Linked DNA regions of Mus musculus: region 1 is linked to region 2. Evidence: chromatin contacts called from public HiChIP or PLAC-seq data. All regions are on one chromosome and are shown on one strand. The core of a region is the stretch at or near the end of the contact, and the rest is flanking DNA. Distances in the headings are between cores, read along the strand shown. Region 1 overlaps Tnip1 (TNFAIP3 interacting protein 1). Region 2 overlaps Pdlim4 (PDZ and LIM domain 4).

Region 1 (4,834 bases), core at 1,954-4,453, 890 kb before region 2:
GCTTAGATTCTGCGAGTCTGGCCCCGGCCCCGAAGCTCTCGTCCTAGGGTGAGCGGGGCCGCTGCGGGGGATGGGCGGACGGGAGGAGACCGGGGCCTGCGCGGGGCGCGTGGCCTAGTAGCTGGAGTCGCGGCACAGTGAGTTGTCGCCATCGCCAGGCTTGGGGGACTCCCGGCCGGAGGAGCCAGACAGGCGCGCATGCGCACCTCCTGCGGCGCTAGGTAGGGACCGGCTTGCTGACTCCAATGAGCAAAGTTTTGGGTAGCGGTGTGCAGACGTCCGTCGAAATGACGAAAATCATCACCATACCCACGCTTATTGGTCGATTTCCAAATAGTCTTGTTTTGAGACAAGGTCTCTCTATGGAACACTGCTTCGCTATATAGAGCAGGTTGATCTCGAACTTACAGAGACCCTACTGCTTTAGTATCCCGAGTGCGAGGGTAAAAAGCGTGTAGCCAAATGCTGATCTAATCCATCTCTGACATTCATTCTAAGCATGACCGTTACTTTTTTTTTTTTGTTTTTTTGTTTTTTTGTTTTTTTTGTTTTTCGAGTCAGGGTTTCTCTGTATAGCCCTGACTGTCCTGGAACTCACTTTGTAGACCAGGCTGGCCTCGAATTCAGAAATCCGCCTGCCTCTGCCTCCCGAGTGCTGGGATTAAAGGCGTGCGCCATCACGCCCGGCTTACTTTTTTTTTTTTTTTAATTATGTTTGTTTATTGTTTGCAAGTAATAAGGTTGCCGACAGCTTGCCTGATTGATTCCTCCTGTGGGTTCATGGACTCGAACTCAGGTCCTCGGGCTCAGTGGCCAGCATCTTTACTGGCCATCTGGCCAGCCTTTCTCCATGAATGTTACTTTATATCTTCACCTCCCAAGTGAGGAAACCCAGGTATTGGGGATTGGTCTGGTGCTGTGTATACAAATGCTAAAATCTGAACTCCAAGATCTGGTTATTTCCCGGACTTGTGTTAACCTTGCTCTCCAATTTAAAGCTATTGGTTGAATAAAAGTGGCTACAGATAATTACTGGTTCAAATAGAGGTAGGCGCACCTTCAGGGGTCGCAGGTAAGGACCTAGACGAAAAGAGAAAGAGGAGGAAAAGAGAAAGCAGGAGGTCTCCATTAGACATGATGGACCGGGAGCACGTGTCAAGTAAAATGCCCCTGAAGGACAGACTGATAGAGCAGAAATAAGCTGAAACTCAAAACAACAAATACTTGAGTACAGCTGAGAATTAGCCTGTCTAGCTTTAGAAAAATAGATCAGGGGCTAATTCGACCAGTAATTGTGCTGGAGCTGTTCGGATCTCTTTAATCTTAAATTATTCAGTCTTAATTATTGGGGGCTGGTCGGGTCAAATTAAGAACTAATAGAGTTTTTGATAACATTTAAAGCAACACCAAGCAACTTGCAGATTGGAATCACACAACTAGTGAATTGCAAAGTCAGGATTCCAACCTGGTTGTTGGCTGCAAAGCCCCCTGTTCCATCCCCATTAAGCTTGTTTTGTAAGGGGCTTTAGTGCACACAGGTGCTGGGTAGATACAGTGAGTTTCTGGGAATAATTTAGGAGTGATTCTTTTTTCTACTTTGGGCTGTGTTTAACAGCCGTGCACCGTGGGACCGTTCTATGTTTCTGTGTGAGATCACGTGTGTGGAAGTGGGTTGTGCTGTGCCTGTATTCATCTTGTACCCGGCAGTGGGTGGGAATTTGGTGCTGTCTCTGAGGAACTGTTTTGGTAAAGGGGAGGGAGGGACTTTTGTGGATGAAGCAAAAGTCTCTGCAGCAGCCGTCCCCACCCCCTTGTTGAATGGCAGTGTGGGAACCGTGTGAATTCCCGATGCCTCATTTTGATTTCACAGTCAGTCAGAGTGGGATTTGATCAGCTCTTACTCACAGTGCCAACAATGAGGGGTGTGGTAGAGGGGAATTCACACTTGTGAGTGGACTGTCGGAGGACTCACAGAATTGTTTTTTGGTCCTTGAGGGAGGACATTGTGTTGGGAGAGTGGAATATTCACACTAGCTAAGCAGGCTCAGCGTTCCTTTGTATCTAGTAAATGGCCTGTAAAACTAACGCATAATGGTAATTCTAGTAACCTTACACTGAGAAGTTGGCTTCTGACCTTTAATGCTGGTCTTCATGTTGTGGTGACTCCTAACCATAAATTTTGTTTGTTTGTTTGGTTTTTTGAGACAGGGTTTCTCTGTGTAGCCCTGACTGTCCTGAAACTCACTTTGTAAACCAGGCTGGCCTGGAACTCAGAAATCCACCTGCCTCTGTCTCCCTTCCAAGTGCTGGGATTAAAGGTGTGCGCCACCACTGCCTGGCCTGAAAAGTTTTTTAAATGTGTAGTTTTTACATTCAGAAATTATTTACTCTTTTGCGTATTTATTTATTTATTTATTTATTTATTTTGAGAGAGAGTTTCTTAGTCCAGGCTGACCTTAACCCTGCAGCTCTCTGTGCCTACTGGCACTACAGGGGTGTTCCACCATGCCTGATGTCATTTATTCTTTCTGACCTGATAGTGTCTCATATTTTAGCTGGACCCTCTGTCCGATTTCAATTTTACATGTATTCATTTGTACTTGGAGGTGAGTGTGTGCCTGGGTATCCATACCCAAGTGGAAGTCAGAGGACAACTTTCACCAGTTGTCTTTTTCCTTCTATCATACTGGTTTCTGGACTTGAACTCAGGTTGCTGTGACAAACACCTCTACTCTCTGAGCTATCTGGCCAGTTCTAAATTGTTATTTTGTTTTATTTTGTAATAGGGTTCTTTATAGCCCAGGCTGGCCTTCAAAACTTCTGATCCTCCTGCATCAGTTTGAGTGCTGGCATTAGAGGCATGCACCACTATGCCTGGTTTATAGGGTACTGTGGGGTTGAACCCAGAGCTTCATTTATGCTAGGCAAGCCCTGTACCAAGTAAAGTACACCCCTAGTCCCAAGGGCTATGTTCTGCTGCTGGCTTAGACTGTCGTCATGACTGTGTCCTGGGAAATTAGTTAGGTATTAGTCCTCTGTGGACACATTTAATCTTTACCCTCTGGGAGCAACAGATGGGAGCATTCAGTATTTTTATATATCTGGTCATGTTGTCCCCTCCACGTGGGTGACCTGTGGGTGTGGGTGCCTGTCCCTGGATGCCCGTAGCAGCTCCCTTGGGGCCCCAGGAAGCCATGGGTCTGACTCATTCCTTCACCCCCAGTACTGTGTCTCTGGCCCGGATGTCCCGGCTGGGTCAGACGGACCTGGTTTGAGTATGGTGGTGCTCTGAAAGGTTATTTGTATGCCTCCCTCCCCTGGGTGCTGGCTCCCTTCTGTGCCCACTGTGATTTGGCAGGCCCTGCTACCTGCTTTTTCCCAGCCGTGTGTGTTCTCAGCCTGTTCTCACACTGAGCCCTTATGCCTGCCATCCCAAATGCCCTGACCAGTTTCTAGCCCTTCCCATGGCTGCTTTTTCCTTATCTGTCAAGTCTCAGCTCAAATGTCACCTCCTGAGAGGGGGCCTTCCCTGCTCTTCCTATGCAAAACACACAGCCCTCTCACTTTCTGTCATGTTACTACTTTGTTCATTCATTTATCATGATCTAAAGTAGATTTATTTGTGAGCCAAGTATGGTGATGCAGACATTTACTCCCTGCCCTCAGGAGACAGAGGAAGGCAGATCTCTCTGACTTCAAGGCCCGCCTGATCTCCAACCGTGAGTTCTAGGATGGATCGCAGGAGGAAGTGTTTCAGCTGCCTTCAGCTGGGTGGTGGTCAGGCTGTATCTGTATGCCAGAGCTTGTTTTTGCCTTCCAGGGCTCCTCCTGGCTGGGAGCTCTTTGTGACAGCATCAGGAGCCAGGGGACAGGCTAGCCACCGTGGATGTGGCTTGGGTATAAAGTCTTTCAGGAGCACCTGATTGATAACGAGGGATTTCCAGAAGTAAGTGATGGGGGCCCTGGAAAGATGGAAGGTACAGAGTAGGGCCTGGGCCTTTTAGGGGGCTGGATGGACATAGCAGATAGTGTGTAAGGTTGTGCTTAGTTGGGGAGCTGTTAACTGGGCTGGGCAAGACCCCCCAAAGATCCCAGGCATGGGAATGTCTGTCTGGACACTCAGATGGCTGGGCTGCAGCCGAGCTGGTGGGTCTCAGTGCTAACTGTGAGGCTAGAACTGTCTCCTACTCCCCTGTGACTGACAGCTCCTAGTGCAGACCAGGTAGGTTCTGCACGCAGCTCTAAGGGATGGCAGTGTCACCCCTCAGCATTGTGGGAGATCTGTCTGCATACTGGCTGAGGCTATGGCTGAGGCTGTTAGAGTCTTAGCCCCAGGCGGCAAGTAACCCCACTTCCCAGGCCTCTGGATAACTCACCTCAAACCCTTTCCTGGCCTGCGTTCTGTGCCAAGCCCTCTCTGTGTTGGTCCTTTGCTCTGTCCCAGATGTTGGGTGGAGGGTATGGCTCAGTTAGTGGAGTGCTTACCTACCATGAGTGAACTTGGGTTCTAGTCCCAGTATCACCTAAGTCAGGTGTGTTGGGGAACACCTATGATCCCAGCACTAAGAAGATGGTGATGGGAGCCAGAAGTTCATGATCACTCTTTGCTAATGTTTTGAGTTCAGGGCCAGCCCCTGTCTCAAAAATCCAAACTAGATGAATTCTTCAAATGGTAAAACCCAGCCATTGGATGCCCCCTCCCTTGTCCATTCATTGGGTGGTCTCCATTGACTCCAGCTGGGCCAGGCCTTTCTGTGCCCTCTGGTGATATCTCTGGCTTGCCCCTCTGCTCCCTGTCTATCTTGAACCCAGGAGAGGTGTCATGTCTCCAGCT
Region 2 (4,792 bases), core at 715-3,214:
TATTCCATTGGGCACACAGCAAGGACGCCTCAGCTTCATCTAGACCCTTCTATCTTAGGTACCCACAAGGGCTCTATGAGCCTGGGTTTCTTTCCCATACATCCAGTTCCTTACTCTCTGCCAGACTGCGGCATGGCTGGTTAAGGAAAGCTTTGCCCGCAAGTAGCCTCTGAGGCCTCCCAGCTTGGCTGGGTTCCTGGGCCCTGACTCACCTCTGGCTTTGTTCTCTAGCTAAATGAGGGCAGCCCTAGGGATGGCAGAGCTGTGAGGAGGCTCAAAGGGTCCTGAGTCAGGAGATTCCCAGAGAGAATGATGTCAGGGATGGTAGCAGGGTGGAGGTCCCCTTTCCTTCCTTCCTTCCTTTCCTGGTCATTTGTTCCGATCTAGGCATGGATGGAGCCAGAAGGCCACTGCTGTGTTGCATTTTGGGAATTACAGCCCCAGCATGCAGTGTGGCCACGGGACAGATGAGTGTCCATGGTCCATGTCACAGTGCCGTCTGACTTCCAACAAGTGCTTTATGCAGACCCCAAACCTCTCCAATCCTAAATCAAGGGCTGCCTTGTGACCTTGACACTGAGTAGTAAGGAGGTGCCAGGCTCTCTCAGTCAGAATGACACCCTAAGACTCTCCCTCCCTCCACCATCTCCAGTCCTCCCTCACACACCAGACTTGGGGCAATTTGACCACGTGGCCACCTAGACTAGACCCTCAACCCAACCCTCTTTCTACTGGGCTCCCTTACAGGCCTCTGTCTCTGCTCCCTGTTCAGCCCACTCCTCAAGGCTTATGCCTGGGCCCCAGACACATCCTCCACCTCTTTAAGAGGCTCTGCTGAGGGCCAGCCAGCCTAATGACCTGGCTAGAGTGAGGGACTTGGCATTCTTAGAACAGCTTCCCTGCCTCTGGTGCCCCACTGATTCTCCCACAACCTGAGATATGCAGGAAAGGCTTTGTTTCCTTCTAGACTTATTTTCTATGGGGCCAAAGTCAGGCTTCCAATAGTTCAAGTCAGATCCCATTGTACTGTAGATCAGGACCTTCCTCCTATCAACCACAACACTGCCATGATAGTCTTTATTGCCATCGCTTGTTGCTTTGCATAGCCCAACCTTTGCTTCTCCTTTTGTTTAAACAAGCTTACTACTCACCCGAGGAGCCCTGAAGGAGAGCCCACTACATGACTAAGCCCTCCGTTCTTATCTGACATCTTAGGCCACTCTCATGGCCCTTAGACCACAGGTTTGTGCCATTCTTGGGCAGGTATTTAGAAAAGCATCCAGACAGGGCATCCCTGGTGTGTCATGACTAGAAGTCAGAGCAAGTAGAAGACATGGTTGGAGATATTTTAAAGGGGTCACTCGGGAACCTAGCTGTGTGGCTAGAGCCAGGGCTGTGAGGAAAGGATTGGGCCCCAGAAGACTGTGGGCAGTGTGAACAGAGATGAAAGCACAGAATCCATGTGGACGTAGTGTCAAATCACCGAGCCATTGCGCTGGGTATGGTGGCACACTGGGGAGCAGAGGTAGGTGGGTCTCTTTAAGGTCAAGGCCAATCTAGTCTACATAGTGAGTTTCCAGGACACACAGGACTACATAGAGAGACCTTGCCTCAATCAATCAATCATCAATCAATCAATCTTCCCTGAAAAGGAGGCATGAGTGAGCTTCAACCCCAGTCATAAGACTTTGAGAGGCCTCAGGAGGCCTCTTGGTTAAGGAACATTATTTCCACACTCTAACCAGCCTTATTATACATCGCCTGCCAACCCAGGGTCCACACACCCTCCTGGCTTGCCTTCCATAGAGCTACTGAGTGGCAGGGCTGGGCCCACAGCCTTTAGGCCTGCCCGTCCTGCTTATGGCAGGTTTACGATGTTTTTCTCCCTCCTGAGTGGTGTTTGGCTTTTGGTTTCTATGGCGAAGCAGGAATTTCCTAATGGCCTGTTTCCCATCTGGGCTGGGCAGACCTCAGTGATGACTCTGCCTGAGTGGGTGGAGGCAGCAGGACGGGAGGTGCTCCCCCACAGCCTCCATTTCACCTCCCCGAGAGCCACTCAGGCCCCGGCCAGAGGCTACGGAGGTCAGAGGATGAGCCGACTGGCTCCCACTGGCTCCCGGCTTATCCATGTGTGAGGCCTGGCTTGCCTTGCTGTGCCCTGAGCCTCCTGGAGTGGAGTTTCTGCAGGCCACCATGAGGGAGGAGAATGTCTGAGGTGCAAGCCCTCTCCTGCAAGGTCTTTAGGAATGAGACCAGAAAGGCACCAGGCCACTGGCAGGAAAGGGAGCACAGCTCTGCCCCAGGAGGGTGACGACCTGAGCTGTGGCTTCTTGCTTCAGCAGACAGCACCATGCTAAAGAGAGGGGGAATGTTGGATATTTCTCTTCTCCCCCAGCTCTGGTTTCAGGCATGGGATGGAGACTAATAAGCAGACATATCTCACTATCCCAATTCCTGCCACAGGCCTGAGAATAAGAACTGGCCCAGTGCTCCTGATGACAAGGCTCAAGCACATAGGATCCACATTGACCCTGAGTCCCAGGTAGGTATAGACACTGCTCACCTGGCCCAGCTAGCTCAGAGTGAACCCAGGACAAGAGGCAGGCATGGCCAACAGACTTCAGTGAAATTCTCACACTGATGGTCAGACAGCCAGGGTATACTGAAGTAGACAGCTCCTCTAGGACATGCCTGCTTCTATCCCTTGCCCTGGAGCCCCTGCAGTGTGCTTGACCCAACTCCAGGCTAGCCTGCATTCTTGGCTAGGGTGCCTGGGATGGGATGGGGCTGGGCTAGGTCTTGGCTCAAGATCTCTCCACACAGAGCTGAAGTTTACTCCCACACCCAGAGAGACCCAATCAAAAAGAAGTCAGCAGGCTTAGAGAGAGATGAGGGTAGGCAGGTGGCTGTGAGGAATCAGGCTGTGGCCATTCCTGTCTTGCACGACCCTCATGCACTCTAAAGCTGGAGAGGTCCCTTTTCATGTCCCAGAGGAGTTGCAGCTGTCACACTGTCCTCAAGGAGAGAGAGCAAACCTGGCTGCACTGAGTTCTCATGAGAAGAGAAGCCAAGTGCACCAAATTCCAGATACCTAGACCATGCTCCACATCCCTGGACAAGGTCACTCCTGGGCTAATCTGTGATGTAGCTTGAATCCAGAGTACTCAGTATGAGAGGTGTGGCTTCTGGGCCTGCTCTTGTCTGCTCTCTCCACATGGAAGAAAAAGGACCAGGACAGAGAGACATTTCAATAAGAAGTCAGAGAGGGCTCTCCAGAGGAAGGAGATTCAAGTCCAAACCTTAGGACCCAGACAGAGCGGGTAGGAAGAGGAAATGCACCCCACAAGCACCTGAAGCCCAGGGGTGCGTGTGCTTTGAGATCAGAGCAGTGACAGGGGAGGTTGGTGAAGGCAGAGGGTGAGCTGATTTGTCCCAGACTTCAGCTCATCCCGGGAAACATTTGGATCTTAGTAGCTTGCTTTGTCTGAGGCCCTTCAGGCAGGGAGAAGAGAACAGATTTGGCAGAAGGAAAAAAAAAAAAAAAACAGGCAACAGGGAGCAGAAGGCGGGCGGGCTGTTCCTGTGAGACGCCTGGCTCCTCTCAGCATCAGTGCTGAAAGGGACAGGGCAGAGACTAGTTGGGAGCGGAGGGAGTCACCAGGGACTCAAGGCCAGTGGGCTCCAGGGGGCTCCCCTGTGGCGTTTGAAAGCTGGCATGGCAATATGCCTTTCCTTTGGGGTTGGGAGGCTGGGACTGAGAGTAGCTTCAAACAGGGTCTGGTGGCTAGAGCTGCAGGGGGACTTCTCCTGCCCCCATTCTTTTTCTCACAGTTTTTCTTCAAAGGCCAGCAGCGATGGTCCTTACTCCTTACTGTAAGGGGAGTGAATTTCCACAATCAACAGAGCAGTTTCCTTAGCTGCTGCCCCCCTTTTGTATTTAAAAGGTCGTAGGCTCCATGGGTGGCGACAAAAACACCCTCCCCGCCTCTGCGGGGCTGTGTCCCCAGGAGCACAGACACAGGGCTCATTGTCCCCACACTGCCCCCTCCTCTGAGTGTGGAGGTGGGGCTGGCTGGAACCATTTAGGGAGAAGAAAACTACACTTACCCCTAGGCCAATACAGGGCACCCCTGGCACGCATCCCCAAGAGGAATGGGTAACTGCAGCCTCAGGACCACGTTCTCTGCAAGGCCACAGAGGACCCTCTTTTCTCAGGGCCCTGGAGGGACAGAAGGCACACGGGCCGCCCAGGGTGGGAGAAGCATCTGGCTAAGAAAAGCTTTCTGGAGTAGGGGGGCCTTGAACACCCAGACTGCTGAAAGCTGAGATTCGGCCTAAGAAGAGATCCACCTGTTCCTTTGGGTGCAGCGTTTGCCTATGTCTGGTCACCCCTTTTTGTTGGCATTCTTCTGACCCAAGTACCAAGCTGTCACTCAGGGCAGGGGGCAAAAGGTTGTGTGGAACACTGCCACCCAAAGAGAGGAAAAAGAGGGGGAGGGCATGCAGGGATTCCCACCAACAGCCATCCAGTGAAGCACTTTGCGTGGTGTGATCAGTGTGGTCTTACTTCATCCCCTACTGAGGGGCTCTGATGGCTAGAGAGCCATCGCATTCTCCAGGGTAGGGGAAGAAACAGGTTCAGAGAGATGAAAGTCACCAGTTCAGTGACAGAACTGCCACTCAAACCACTGAGTTCAGACCTAGAGAAGCTGCTGCATGGGTGGTCACAGGAGGGGCCAGAGCTCACCAATGACCCTGCTCCCACACCCTGCTGAGCTGAGTAGGGGGTGAG

The links. HiChIP or PLAC-seq counts read pairs in DNA pulled down with a chosen protein or histone mark.
Region 1: a FOXA1 HiChIP or PLAC-seq map of pancreatic cancer cells shows a contact between it and region 2. The contact joins two enhancer-like sites. A contact is called at or near these places in 2 of 39 promoter capture datasets (hippocampal neurons and liver) and 1 of 115 datasets of contacts at active chromatin or transcription factors (pancreatic cancer cells).

What each region holds. Positions count from the first base shown.
Region 1 is chr11:54,951,235-54,956,068 of GRCm38.p6, reverse strand. Tnip1 (TNFAIP3 interacting protein 1) reads left to right here. Exons shown (of 19, transcript NM_001199275.2): 2 at 1-48. Among named protein-coding and RNA genes, the nearest start is that of Tnip1, 9.3 kb to the left of the region's middle. Within about 2 kb of position 3,203, at least 47 of the 459 cell types and tissues checked have an H3K27ac peak or open chromatin away from gene starts, as enhancers often do. A contact at or near this core is called in pancreatic cancer cells, where this site is marked.
Region 2 is chr11:54,057,688-54,062,479 of GRCm38.p6, reverse strand. It overlaps Pdlim4 (PDZ and LIM domain 4), which reads left to right. Exons shown (of 7, transcript NM_019417.3): 3 at 2,464-2,542. Among named protein-coding and RNA genes, the nearest start is that of Pdlim4, 8.9 kb to the left of the region's middle. RefSeq lists an enhancer at 3,065-4,792. Within about 2 kb of position 1,964, at least 164 of the 459 cell types and tissues checked have an H3K27ac peak or open chromatin away from gene starts, as enhancers often do. A contact at or near this core is called in pancreatic cancer cells, where this site is marked.